2 separate regions of the Mus musculus genome follow, and region 2 is linked to region 1. A link is a contact called in public Hi-C data. All regions are on one chromosome and are shown on one strand. The core of a region is the stretch at or near the end of the contact, and the rest is flanking DNA. Distances in the headings are between cores, read along the strand shown. Region 1 overlaps Alg14 (asparagine-linked glycosylation 14). Region 2 overlaps Gm40134 (a long non-coding RNA gene).

The links. A called contact is a pair of places that touch in the nucleus more often than the background predicts.
Region 2: a contact with region 1 is called in a Hi-C map of muscle stem cells, with 1.7 times the contacts expected there. The contact joins two enhancer-like sites. A contact is called at or near these places in 2 of 15 datasets of contacts at CTCF or cohesin (the NIH/3T3 cell line and large pre-B cells), 15 of 484 Hi-C or Micro-C datasets (B cells, CD4 T cells, bone marrow-derived macrophages and 8 more), 4 of 115 datasets of contacts at active chromatin or transcription factors (double positive thymocytes, embryonic stem cells and stem cell-derived neural progenitor cells) and 1 of 9 other capture datasets (embryonic stem cells).

What each region holds. Positions count from the first base shown.
Region 1 is chr3:121,310,483-121,317,063 of GRCm38.p6, forward strand. The region is part of intron 2 of Alg14 (asparagine-linked glycosylation 14); the gene reads left to right. Among named protein-coding and RNA genes, the nearest start is that of Alg14, 22 kb to the left of the region's middle. Within about 2 kb of position 3,884, at least 20 of the 459 cell types and tissues checked have an H3K27ac peak or open chromatin away from gene starts, as enhancers often do. A contact at or near this core is called in muscle stem cells, where this site is marked.
Region 2 is chr3:121,390,584-121,397,727 of GRCm38.p6, forward strand. Gm40134 (a long non-coding RNA gene) reads left to right here. Exons shown (of 2, transcript XR_867596.1): 2 at 2,003-2,157. Among named protein-coding and RNA genes, the nearest start is that of Gm40134, 4.9 kb to the left of the region's middle. Within about 2 kb of position 5,203, at least 32 of the 459 cell types and tissues checked have an H3K27ac peak or open chromatin away from gene starts, as enhancers often do. A contact at or near this core is called in muscle stem cells, where this site is marked.

The DNA.
Region 1 (6,581 bases), core at 2,634-5,133:
CAACTTTCCACAAGGTGGGGTGCTGCCTTCATAGATGACCGAGACTTCCTGTCTTCTTGAGACTTTGACTTGAATGCGTTTGGTGTCTACTACTAACAAACCCAAGCAGTTCTAAAAAAGACAGTTGTAAGCCATCTGAATGCAGTCGTGGGGTTTCAATTCAGGTGTAAAACTCACGTCACCCCGGTTGCTCAGTGCATTTCTGTCCTTCGCTCATTTGTTTGTTTGTTTTCTTGTGTTTTTGTTTTTGTTTTGTTTGGGGTGCGTTTTTTTTTTGTTTTGTTTTGTTTTGTTTTGTTTTTTTGGTTTTTTTTTGTTTTTGTTTCCGAGACAGGGTTTCTTTATGTAGCCTTGGCTGTTCTAGAACTTGCTCATAGACCAGGCTGGCCTCGAACTCATAAAGATCCACTTGCTTCTGTCTTCAAAGTGCTGGGATTAAAGGCGTGCACCACCACTGCCCGGCTGTGCTCTATTCTTATAATTCTTATATTCTTATAACTAATGTATGTATGTCATTCTTATGAACATTAACTGTTAACATTCCTTCTACATGCCACCCAACAGTTACCTAGCAACAGCCAGGTAGGCCTGGCTTGCTATAAAAGAGGCTGTTTGGCTCCTCCTTACTCTCTGCCTCTTTTCTTTCCCTGACCCCTTTCTTCCTCTCTCCCCTTCCCCCTCCCCCCCCCTTTTCCCACATGTTCCTAGCTGGTCTCTCCTCCTCCTCTTCCTCCTCCTCCTCCTCCTTTTCTTCCTCCTCTTCTTCCTTCTCTCTCTCTCTCTCTCTCTCTCTCTCTCTTCCCTTCTCAACTCCCCTTCCCATGCCTTAAATAAACTCTGTTCTACACCATACCCATCATATTGCTGGTACCACAGGGGGAAGGGATGCCTCAGAGAGCCCACTGAGGCACCTCTCTCACCTCAGCATACCACACTCTACAAAACATATTCCTGGTCTTTTTGTAAAAACGTAACATTAACTGTACCGGCTAGTTTTGTGTCAACTTGACACAGCTGGAGTTATCACAGAGAAAGGAGCTTCAGTTGAGGAAATGCCTCCTTGAGATCCAACTGTAAGGCATTTTCTCAATTAGTGATCAAGGGGGAAAGACCCCTTGTGGGTGGTGCCATCTCTGGGCTGGTAGTCTTGGGTTCTATAAGAGAGCAGGCTGAGCAAGCCAGGGGAGGCAAGCCAGTAAAGAACATCCCTCCATGGCCTCTGCATCAGCTCCTGCTCCCTGACCTGCTTGAGTTCCAGTCCTGACTTCCTTTGGTGATGAACAGCAATGTGGAAGTGTAAGCTGAATAAACCCTTTCCTCCCCAACTTGCTTCTTGGTCATGATGTTTGTGCAGAAATAGAAACCCTGACTAAGACAATTAACTATACCCAGGTCTACATAAAAGTAAAAATACCTCTACCCAGTAAAAAGTCAGATGCCTCGACTCAGAGTAGAATAAGATGAAATGGGCAAACTATCTGAGTAAGAAAATATGTACTTATTGCCAAATATTCTATAGCACCATACCCAGACTTACGATATCTTTCTGTTGCCATGAATCAATATGTAGCTCACTGGGAGTCCCTGTCTCCTTCCTTTGAACTCTTCCTTGGATGCTCTTTCCATAGCTATTAGGCCTGGGAAATGCATCGGAAGCCTGATAACACAGCCACACAAGGGATTGCATGATTCTCATTTCTCTAAGTAGCAAGGCCGTGTGATTATTCACTTCCGGTTTTAGGCAGGATGAACTGGGGACCGCATAGGTCGGCAGGGAAGTGAGCCTGACACATAGGTGCAAAGGGTGTTCGTGGATCCTCCAGGTGCCTGGTCAGTGCTCGCCTGATGGCAGCTGACTGCATGAGGGAGGGAGGAGAGCTCCTCACTCCAGACCAACCTCCCTAGGCCTCTGTCTTCTTTAGTGAAACATGGAGGCCTAGATAATCAGGGATCCTCAGCTAGCCACCAGGGATCCACAGCTGCCTCTCAAGGCTGACTTGTCAGCTCTAAGTGAGGCTGTGTCTCTGGGCCGTGCCTCTCCCGGGTGTGGCAGAATCTAAGTTCTGAGTCTTGGCCTCCTTCATCACCAGTTGCTCTCTACACCCACCTACTGGGTCAGCCCGTTGCCCTCGTTCCAGAAACAGAGCCTCCTGCTACCCCATGACACACCTAAATGCGTGTGTGTTTCCTGATTTTGTTTTGTGGGTGTATAGATGTGTGGATGTGCACATGTGTGGAGGTCAGGGGGTAACTTACAGGAAATGATTCTCCTTCAGTATGTGGGTCATGGGAACGAAGCTTGATAAACAGCATCTTTACCTTCTGAAGCATCTTGCCAGCCCATTATACTCCCTGAGCCATAGTGACAGTCTCTAAAATATATATATTTTTTAACACTGATAGTTTGTAATTGGAGAATTTCACTGCTTCACTAAATTATGCTCAAAACCAATCTGCAGCCGGCCCTTGTGGCAAGGGCCTGTAATCCCAGCTATGTGGGAACCTGAGGTAGGAAAGAGCAAGTTCAAACCCAACCAGAACTGCCTGTGAGATCCTGTCTCCAAAGAGGTGGGGTAGAGGTGGACAGAGGTTCCTGCTCTGCAAGCGTAGGACCCGAGCTTGAGTCCCCAGCACCTGTGCGGAAAGCTGAGCGCGACGCTGCACACCTGTAACCTCAGCACAGAGGGAGGGGAGGCAAAGGCAGGGAGAGCCTGAAAGCTTACTGGCCAGCCGGCCTAGCCAAAACTCTGTCTGGTTTGGGGAAAGACTGTCTTAAGGCAATAAAGAGGAGTGATGGGTGACGGCCCCTTCCTACTCTGGCTTCACGGTGTGCACATGCTCTCTCTCTCTCTCTCTCTCTCTCTCTCTCTCTCTCTCTCTCTCTCTCTCTCTCTCTCTCTCTGAATGGTGCAGTCCTTGCCCAGCATGCGTGAAGCTTTCCATAGTACTACTCAATAAACAAACAAGTAGACCACAGTGAGTACAGGGTATGCCCTGAGCTTCTTGTCCCTTCTTGTCCTCTTCTTAGAGTGTGACAATACCATCCCTCCAGCTGGAAACAAGAGCAGAGCTCGCGCCCCACCTCTGAGCCCCTTTTCCCCATTGTTTACTCGCCACTCCTCCACCTTAACTGACAGCATCATTACCCTGGTAGGTGTGTGCTGTCTCCCAGCATTCCCTCCTCCGCTCCTTCCCGCATCTGCTTTTCCTCCTAGTTGTCAGCGTGGTATTTCTTGGGTGCAGATCTGATCACAGTCCCCTCATAACAATGGCCAGTGTCTCATTCCTTTGGACTCCAGGATGTGCTTTCTAGCCTGGCTTTAAAAGCTTCATCCCTCTAACGCCACGCGTCCTGCTTTCTATCTTGTTTCTTCTGTGTCAAAATATAGCTCCCCACATCCTCCCTGTTCTCTCAGACCCCCTCTGCCTCAGGACCCATCATCTATTTTTTATCCATTGTGAGCCAGCTCATGCATCTCCTGCAGGAGACCTGAGTGATGAAGATGTAGTTCATTGTTTCTTACTTGGTGACTAGCAAGTTAGTTATGTCTCATGTGGTACTTGCCTTTGATTTTTTTTGATGGTTTCCGTGACTTTCCCTTCAGGACTGTAGTGGGTTCCCTCTAAGTGTCTTATCCACCCCCAGTTCTTGTCGCCTGGGAAGTGCTCATTGCTTGTTTAATGAATGATGAGCTAATGAATCTCCACTCGTAAGTACAGTTCTGAAAGCCGGGGTCATAAACAGTTGCTTATACCAAAAAAAAAAAAAAAAAAAAAAAGAGGAATCTGGCAACTTAACATAACAGAAAAAAAAATGTAGTCTTGCCTCTGGCCCGACTCAGTGCAGCTGCCCAGGGACGTCTCCTGGCCCTGTCTCCTACAGTTGCACATGGCTCCTCATGGTGCTGCCTTAAGCCCTGCTGTTAAGGGAGCGAACCCCAGGCTTCACAGTTTGTACTGGTTGTGTGAGGAAAGGCTAGGTCTCTTACAACTTACAGACAGAAAGGAGGTTTCCCAGAAGCCATGGCAAACATCAGCCTCGTGGTCTCTACTGAGTTATGTGTGCGCTCATCTACTTTAGCCAATCTTAGGAGTCAGGAGTGGCCACTTTCTTATATAGGAAAATTATGGTCATTTTTGATTTCCGAATGATTGCTTAAACCATCCAACATCCATTAGGAATATATACTCTGCAAAGCTGAAGCTATTCCAAGCCTATTTGGGGCATTGGTTGGGGATAAATGAGATGGAGTGAATGCCACCAAAACCAGCCGGAAGGATGACTTAGCCAAAGGAAGACTGATATTGTCAAAAGAAGGAGCCAAAAAGTTGCAGGAAGAACATGACAGTTCACTGTAGATGGCTTAGAGTCTTTGGGTCATAATTCAATAATAATCTCTGGAAAAATTTTCTCCATGGCCAGGAAGGGTCTTCTCAAGGGAAGCTGGAGTCCTAACATGTCAGGCTGGATAATTGCCTGTGGTGGAGCCTATAATCCTGGTGTGTGGGATGCCTGAGCAGGAAAATCACTTCAAGTTCAAGGCTGGTCTTGGCTGCATAGCAAGGGCTACACATGTAAGCCAAGAGTCCTCACACCTGAGTCGAGAGGTCATTGAAACAAGCTAAAGATCCCTGAGGAGAGTCCTGTGCTCTTGCTTCACAATGGGAGATGAAGGTCTCCACAGGCTGGTTTGCTAGAGGGGGCAGCTGGGTGGCAGCAGGCTCACTCTACCACAGCTCGCTCGTTCATGTCACTCCTTGACACGTCAGCTCCCATGAGATAAACAAGCATTTGAAGGGCAAGTATATGAAAATTGTCTTGTGGTAAATTGTGGATGTCTTAACTTTCAAATGATCCATTCAACCATCATGTCTATTTATATACACATGCACCTATATATAGGAAGAAAGAGGACATTGCTTTTAAATATTATGAAAGAAAGGTGAAAGCTTAGTTGAGTGAAATTTGGTTACTTCAGTGTTCATCTTGTCTCTAGGGTTTTGCCCCAGTGCGGCATCCATTTAATAGTAAGTGTGTTGTACGTTTCGGTGTGTGGTAACAAGAAGAAGTGACCTCATAGCCACTCCGTCTGCTCTCTTGTGGTTTATGATACCATCTGGATTCTTTGGTGGAATTATTTTCCATCTAAATCACTGTAAGCTTCTATTTAGTTTTCACAAATCTGAAGCCAGATCTGTTTGTGGGTCTTGGCAGTGATGCAGTTCTGGAACATACTGTGACTGTTCAAAGTTGTCATTACCACCAGTGTTCGACTCTGGATTTCACGTCATTTCAGGCAAACTAGAAACCTGAAAGAACAAAAAATGCACTTCTCCACTTGAAGGTTTTACACCTCAGCATCTCCTACCATCACACCACTCACATTTGATCGTACGTTGGTTGAGATGGGTAGAGAACCATGCAGGGATGGGGGATGGGGGGGTGGGTCCTCTGGAGAGTCCTGCCCTTCAGTTAGGAGGCTCAAACACAGTGTTTTGCTGATGTATGCTTTTTGTTCCTGTGTGGTAGAGAGAGAACAAGCCTCATTTCCTTGGCTGACAGTGTAAAAGTGGGCGGATTATATTTCATAGCATTTCCATATTCGGGATTTGTCTTAGTTAGGGTTTTACTGCTGTGAACAGACACCATGACCAAAGCAACTCTTAGAAGAACAACATGTAATTGGAGCTGGCTTAAAGGTTCAGAGTTCAGCTCATTCATCAAGGCAGAAGCATGGCAGCATCCAGACAGGCATGATGCAAGAGATGCTGAGAGTTCTACATCTTTATCTGAAGGCTGCTAGCTGACTTCCAGGCAGCTAGGGTGAGGGTCCTAAGCCCATGCCCACAGTGACACACCTACTCCAACAAGGTCACACCTACTCCAACAGGGCTACACCATCTAATAGTGCTACTCCCTGAGCCAAGTGTATACAAACCATCACAGGAGTGTACACAGCGAACTATACAAAGAGAAATGAGACACCTAAGAGACCCCTTTCTCAGATCCTCACAGCCACTGGCTGCCAGGCTGGAGCAACACCAAAATCGCAGGACTTTCTTGAAGAAGCTGGGGCCTGAAAGTCAACAAAATCTGAAGATTTCAAGATCCTATGTCCTGTGTTCTTATTCTGCATTTCCACCCAAAGCCTTGGAGGTCTGAGGGTGGAGCCTGTCACTGCTGACAGTGGTCGATGGGACTGGTGAATTCAACCAATAGGGCAGAACTAACACAGGACAAAGATACAGGAGAGCAGAGTTCTGAGAGGGGAGTGGGGAGAGAGGGGGAGGGGGAGGTGGGGAGATTGAGAGATCTGTGGGCTTTTGACCATCAGTATATAACTATAAAGTGAGTTGAAAAACAAAGAACCTGAGTGGTGTATACCTTTAGTCCCAGAACTCGGGGGATGGGAGTGGGGGGATGGGGAGAGGGACTAAGGTAAGGAGATCTGTGAATTGGAGGCCAGCCTGGTCTACAGAGTACATTCCAGGACAGCCAGAGCTACACAGAGAAACCCTGTCTCAAAAATCGAAGGAGAAAGAGAAGAAGAGGAGGAGGAGCAGCAGGAGCAGCAGCATTA
Region 2 (7,144 bases), core at 3,953-6,452, 81 kb after region 1:
AACCCCCCCCCCCCCAAAAAAAATAGACCTCAGACTTCAATACAAACTTCCCAGTGTGATAAATGGACCGAGATCTACATCATATTGTGAGGGCAAGAAGTCTCCCTTTGGACTTCTTTGAGGTGGGAAAGACGTTGAGGGGCGGGTGGGCTAGAAGCTCAACCTAGCTGGATGCGGTTCAGATTAAGTGACTCACTTCACATGGGGGCGTGAGAGCCCAACAGCTGTTTCCACCTCTGGGATCTGCCTCCAGAAGGTCTACATATAACTGTTACCAGCCAAGTTGGGTACGGAGTGAAGGGGACTGTGTGCAGGGGTGGGGGTGGGAGATGGAGGGAGGAGGAGGAGGGGCTGGTGGGGAGGAAGGGGCGCTTTCCCTATAGTCAGGGAGTACAGGAGTTCCGGCCTTGGCGGAGATCCTTGGCCAGTCAGCAAGGCAGTAGGCTTCCTCCCTTGTGTCCTGCCTGCCCTCCCCTTCTCCTGCAGTCAGGGAGAGATACATGGGAACTTGGCAACAGACACAGACCACTGAGCTGCTAGACCATCCCATCCCAACATCACAGAGGAGTTTTTATCCTTGCATGTCTCTGTCACAGGTCCCTTCACGCGTATTATTACAATCTAAAGGAAAGGCACATTGAGGTTTTGTCTTTTTCTTTTCCTTTTTAATTTTTTATTGGTTATTTTATTTACATTTCACATGTTATCCTCCTTCACAGTTTCCCCTCCGCAGACCCCCCCATCCAACCCCCTCCCTGCTTCTGCTTCTTCTTCTTTTTAAGATTTATTTATTTATTTTATGTATGCGAGTACACTGTAGCTGTACAGATGGTTGTGAGCCACCATGTTGTTGCTGGAATTTGAACTCAGGGCCTCCGGAAAAGCAGTCAGTGCTCTAACCCTCTGAGCCATCTCTCCAGCCCCTCCCCCACCCCCACCCCGGCTTCTATGTGGGTGCTCTCCCACCCACCCACCCATCCACACCAGCCTCACTGTGCTAGCATTCCTCAATGCTGGGGCAGCCTTCACAGGACTATTTTAAAGAATCAAATAGGCCTTAAGGACTGAAGATCCTGCCTGGTAGGGTGGTGTTACATGTGTGTAATCTGAGCATTGTGGATAGAAGCAGGGGGATTGCTACAAGTTCAGGCCCATCTGAACTATGCGGTGAGTACTTGGACAGCTGGAGATACATCACAAGACCATGAGATGGACCTGCCTCACCTAATGAGTTGAAAAATCTGAAAACAACAGATGTCCTTCTGGGTCCCTGAACCTGATTTTTGCTGCAGGGAAAAGCAAGACTTTGATCGTCTACACAGTTTCATAAATATTCACTTTCTTGTGTTGTTTTTTCAGAAAACTTACTCCATTGGCTTCTAATTCTGTCTTTATAGGCCCTAGGAATCCTGGATCCTCTAAAAGAGCACAGTGCTTTTAACCACAGAGCCATCTCTCCCGCCCTGGGGCTTGGGTCTTAAGAGTATGACGTGTTAGATTATGTGGGGGTCAGTCCCCCAGGTGGCTTTTGTCATCATTGCAGAGCAGGTTTGTGACCAAGTCAGCCCTTGTACTGGCTGGTTTTGTGTGTCAACCTGACACAAGCTGGAGTTATCACAGAGAAAGGAGCCTCAGTTGAGGAAATGCCTCCATGAGATCCAGCTGTAAGGCATTTTCTCAATTAGTGATCGAGGGTGGAGGGCCCCTTGTGGGTGGTGCCATCCCTGGGCTGGTAGTCTTGGTCTCTATAAGAAAGCAAGCTGAGCAAGCCAGGGGAAGCAAGCCAGTAAGTAACATCCCTCCAAGGCCACTGCATCAATCAGCCCCTGTTTCTTGGCCTGCTTGAGTTCCAGTCTTGACTTCCTTTGGTGATGAATAGCAAAGTGGGAAGTGTGAGCTGAATAAACCCTTTCCTCCCCAACTTGCTTCTTGGTCATGATGTTTGTGCAGGAATTGAAACCCAGACTAAGACAGCTCCTTTGTTCCTTCTGATGTCTTTCAGTCTCTGCCGGGATGAAGCAGGAAGACCCTACTCGTCCCCCCCATCTTCCATCTCAACACATGCAGGGAGGCCCTCCCCAAATGTCAGTACCACAGTCTTGACTACCAAGTCTCCAGAACTATGAGTAAATAAATTATTTTCTTATTCCTTTGTGATACTGAGGCTAGAGCCTTGCGCATGTCAGTCAAGTATTCTATCACTAAGCCACACACCCTGACTTATCTTACTTTATTTTAGAGACAGAGGTCTCACTAAGTGTCCTAGGGTTGTTGGCCTTGGGTTTGTGATCCACCAGCCTCAGCCTCCTGAGTAGCCAAGATGGGCAAGCACCACCACAGCCAACTAAACTTGTTTTTTCTGTGAGTTACCTAGCCTGGGGTATTGCTATGGCAACATGCATGGGTTATAGCAATGAAATACAGGCTAAGGCCTCGAGTATCTGGCTTCACGTCATTAAATCTTTCATAGACTTTAGTCTTGGCAAGGAAAGCAGAGTTAAGACAAAAAGTTAAGTAGTTACAGAAGCTGACACATTCTTGTTGTTGTTGTTGTTTTGTTTGGTTTTTTGTTTTTTGAGACAGGGTTTCTCTGTGTAGCTCTGGCTGTCCTGGAACTCACTTTGTAGACCAGGCTGGCCTCAAACTCAGAAATACGCCTGCCTCTGCCTCCTGAGTGCTGGGATTAAAGGCATGTGCCACCTCCCCCAGCTTTTTTTTTTTTTTTAAGATTTATTTATTATTATATCTAAGTACACTGTAGCTGTCTTCAGATGCACCAGAAGAGGGCGTCAAATCTCATTATGGATGGTTGTGAGCCACCATGTGCGTGCTGGGATTTGAACTTAGGACCTTTGGAAGAGCAGTCGGTGCGCTTAACCACTGAGCCATCTCTCCAGCCACTGCCCCCCCCCCCGTCCCGTTCTTATGCATGAAAAAAGCAGGGTGCATTGCATGGTTGAGTAGCAGGGTGTTCAGAAGAGAAAAGACCTCTGGAGTTGTCCTTTTTTTAGAGCACATACACAGACGTGTATGTGAATTGGGACTGTAAGTGTGGTTTCCATGGGGGGTGGGGGTGGAATAGGAGGACATTTCAAGGTAGGAAAAGAAGAAAGAGCCGGAAAACAGACAGTATTTACAGTTCAGTTAACCAATCAGTCTGACTAGAGAAGACGCTAGAAAAACACTTTTTTAAAAAAGGCCAAATAAACGGATTTCATTTTAATCGGATTAAAATGCATTGTAAACAACAGAAATCCTTGGAAGCTTTTTGTAATGACAACAGTAATATTTGGAAGAATTCACAGAAGTGTTGGGGGAAAGGTTTGAAGGGACACTGAAAGCAAGAAGCTAGGATATTCAGAACCTGCCATTTGGTCTCCTGGTTGATTTTTGTTTGTTTATTATTTATTTATTTATTTATTTGGTTTGCTTTAGTTGTTGTTGTTGTTGTTGTTTGAGACAGGGTTTTTCTTTGTAGCTCTTGGCTGTCCTGGAACTCACTCTGTAGACCAGGCTGGCCTCAAACTCATAAACATCTTCCTGCCTCTGGAAATCTGGGATGCATTCATTCTAGTCACAGCTAGATCCAGGAACAAAAAGCATATATAGATCACCTGCCTTTCTGACAGCCTGCACAGTGTTTTAGGGCGAGTTGGGCAGTGTCACAGGGGCCAACAGGCAGCTACAACCTTGCAACCCCATTAGCTTTCAAGCCCAACAGGAAAAGGCGAGCTTCTTAGACAGTGCCTGAAGGGAAGTGCTGGAGCAGATGCCCCTGGGCAGGTGTGTGTGTGTGTGTGTGTGTGTGTGTGTGTGTGTGTGTGTGTAGAATGGGAGAAGACATCTGACGTTTTAGAATGGGCCCACTATCAGAAAGAAATCCTACCATCAGGCCAAGGAAAGGCCTCCTTGATTTTTCTCCTCTCAAAGCTCTGAAATGCCTTACAGGGGATGGTAGCACACATACCTATAAGCCCAGCATTTAGGAGACTGAGTCAGCCTTGGCTATAGAGTGGTTTCCAGGCCATTCAGCATTACAAAAAAATGAAAGAAAAGAAGAGAGAGAGAAAGAGAGAGAGAGAGAAAGGAAGGAAGGAAGGAAGGAAGGAAGGAAGGAGGGAGGGAAGGAGGGAAGGAAGAGAGAGAGAAAAGAAAAAAGAAGAGAGAGGGGAAAGGAAAGGAAACGAAAGGAAAGAAGAGAAGAGAAAAGAAGAGAAAGAAATTTCAATGTGAAAACAAACAAGAAAGAAGAGGGAAAGAAAGAAATTCCTTGTGGGACAAATCCTGAGTTGCTTGCCATTGCTAGATGGTATTTTCCAGCTAACTGAGCACATCTCTCTGGGCTGCTGATACTGGTACCAGGCACGTGGTGAGCACTTAACTCTCTAAGCTCCCCTTCGGAAACATCTGGTGTTCATCCTTCCATGATAACCCCATACCTCTTCCCTGCTCCATGCCCTCTGCCTTCTTGCCTGGCCTTCTCAAGCAAATGCCTCACTGGGCTGCCTACCTCAAATTGGCCTATCATGTATGTCACACTACAAGACTGTGACAGGCCTTGATAGAGAACAAATTCCACAGGCCCTGATATGGCAATGTGGCAATCTGCTTAATGTGGACAAAGCCCCTCCGGTCCCCACTTGTTTGTATGATCTGTGCACATGTATGATACGTGTGCTTCTTTGCACATGTGACCTCACTGCTTCTCAATTGAGGCATGGGGTCCATTTTCCCACATCTTTAAGTTTGTACTGATCTTGTAATTTAGCTTGACAAATAAAACTATGGCTGGGGAGGTAGTTGGGTTGCCACAGTGCCTGTCTAGCATGAACAAAGCCCTGGTTTGGATCCTCCATATGTATAAAGTAAACATGGTTGAACAAAACTTTAGCCCAGCACTTGGGAGGTGGAAGCATGAGAATGAGAAGTTCAGGATTATCCATCCTCAGCTACACAGTAAATTTGAGGCTAACCTGGGATAAATAAATTAATTAATTAATTAGGAATAAATAAATTGCAGCAGGGTGTCACCTATGAGTTCTGAGGCGGAAGTTAAACAAGCGTGGCACCTTCTACCTTTGATGATTTGGAAAGCTGCCCCGAGAATCAGCTTAAGACAGCCAGGCTGTCCTACAGAGGATGAGTCACTGTGCTGTGGAGAACCGAAGCTCTCTGTGTTGACCCTGCATCCGTGGCCAGGCATCTGAGCGAAGCCTTGTGGGCATCCTAGCCCCACTTGATACTGTTTGATGAGCCACATGAATGAGCCTGGGAGAAACCCATAAACGAATGCTCAGCTAGCGATGAGGTCATAAGAGATGAGTTGTTGGGGTTGGTCCATTATCCAGGAGTGGATAACTGCCACAACACAGAAATCAACCGGATGTGTTGGAAAGTGAGAGAGAAACTAGGCACCGTGCCACAAGCGTGTCATCGCAAGGAGGATCATGTCAAGTTAGACTGGGCTACATAGTGAGTTCCTAGCCAGCCTGAGCTATGTAGAACTGTCTCAACAGTGAGAATAGGGGCGGGGTGGGGGAGTAAAGAGGCGTGAAATGACTGCCATCCATCACAGTTCGTGGGACTCCACAGTGAGTTCTATAAGGATGTGCTAGACATCTGGAGCCTTTGAGGACATCCCTGGAGAGATGGCCAGTGGGTAGGGAAATACATGCATTCGAACCTGTCAGGATGGAGTCATAAATGCTGAGGATAGACTGACCTGTCCAGGACCACCCAGGGAGTAAGAAACTGCAAGAGCCAAAGGCCAGAAGACAAGACCCTTGGGATCACTAATGTTTAAGGACTGGCAAAGGAAGGAAAGCCAGCAAAAGAAACTACATTTTGCAACACAAATAAAAAGGGGTATGACTTATTGCCAGTCAAGAAGAGAAGGGACAAAATATCAGAAGAAGCCAAGAAGAGACCTGGGATGGTAGGTTCTTGCACGCGCCAGACTGGCCAGCAAGAACGACGCTGCAACAGGATCCTTCTGCACACGTTTATTGGGAGAGCTTGATTGCAGAGGCGAAGAGACCCCAAGCCCAGAACTGGTGCTGCTTATATAGGCCTAGGATAGGTAATATGCAAATTACTCATCCTCGCTGTCCAAGAGAGCCTGGAAAACAGCAGGGTTGTATGTAGTGAGATGCTAACAGATGAGCTCCCAGCCCGGGCAAGCTCAGCTAAACGTGTGGGAAAGGCTTCTCCACCCCCCCACCCACCCCACCCCCCAAACACACACTGCTCCGGCACTGTTCTTTCCCCAAGATGGCAATCTGGGGAAAACCCAAACAAATTCATAGCAAAAGAACAAAATAGTTGCTCTAATCAATGCCAGAAGGCTCAGCCATGAATACAGTTACGGGAAGAAGGCATAAAGCAAAACATGAAGAACCCAGGCATCAGCGAGGAAGACGACAAAGATCCACAAGGAAGCGTGTTAGAGGCTGGTCTTCTCGAGACTCATCTCTCTCGGTACCAACATTGTGGCTTTCTAGAATATTCCTGTGGGGAGGGAACTTGATGGTTCCTTTTGCATTCCAGGATGTAATCACGTCTTTAAGCTAGTCTGACACTCCACACCCAGAACCATGCAGCTTAACAGACCAGCTGGGGCTGCTTACAAAGATGGTGTGTGTGTGTGTGTGTGTGTGTGTACGAGCGTGCATGTGTCCTAATCCTAGTGTATCCCACATCAAAGTTCAGCTATCTTGGATCTACAGTCTGCTTGTTTTACAATTTTTTGGCTGTTTCTGACAATAAGCCTACTGCACTGTTTATAACCCTGCCTAACTGAAGACTTGGTTTTATACACACACACTGAGCACCCACACCAGGTCCAGCTCTGCAGAGCACACAGAGATGACCAACAGTGCTATGCTGGAAAATGGCACTTCGGTGAGAGAGAAGGCCTGATTTATAGCATTAGCCAGAGTTTGAGATGTCCATGCTTCCTTCCATTCATTGCTCTTTCCAAGCTGCTGGTGGTTTAACAACTGGCTTATAAAAATCACCCGGACAAGAGCTAGGGAAATGGCTCCATGGGTACAAACATTTGCTGTCCAGTGATGAGGACGTGACTTCAAATCCCCAGCACCCACATAAAAAGCTGGTTGTAGCTGCATGTTATAACCCAGGGCTG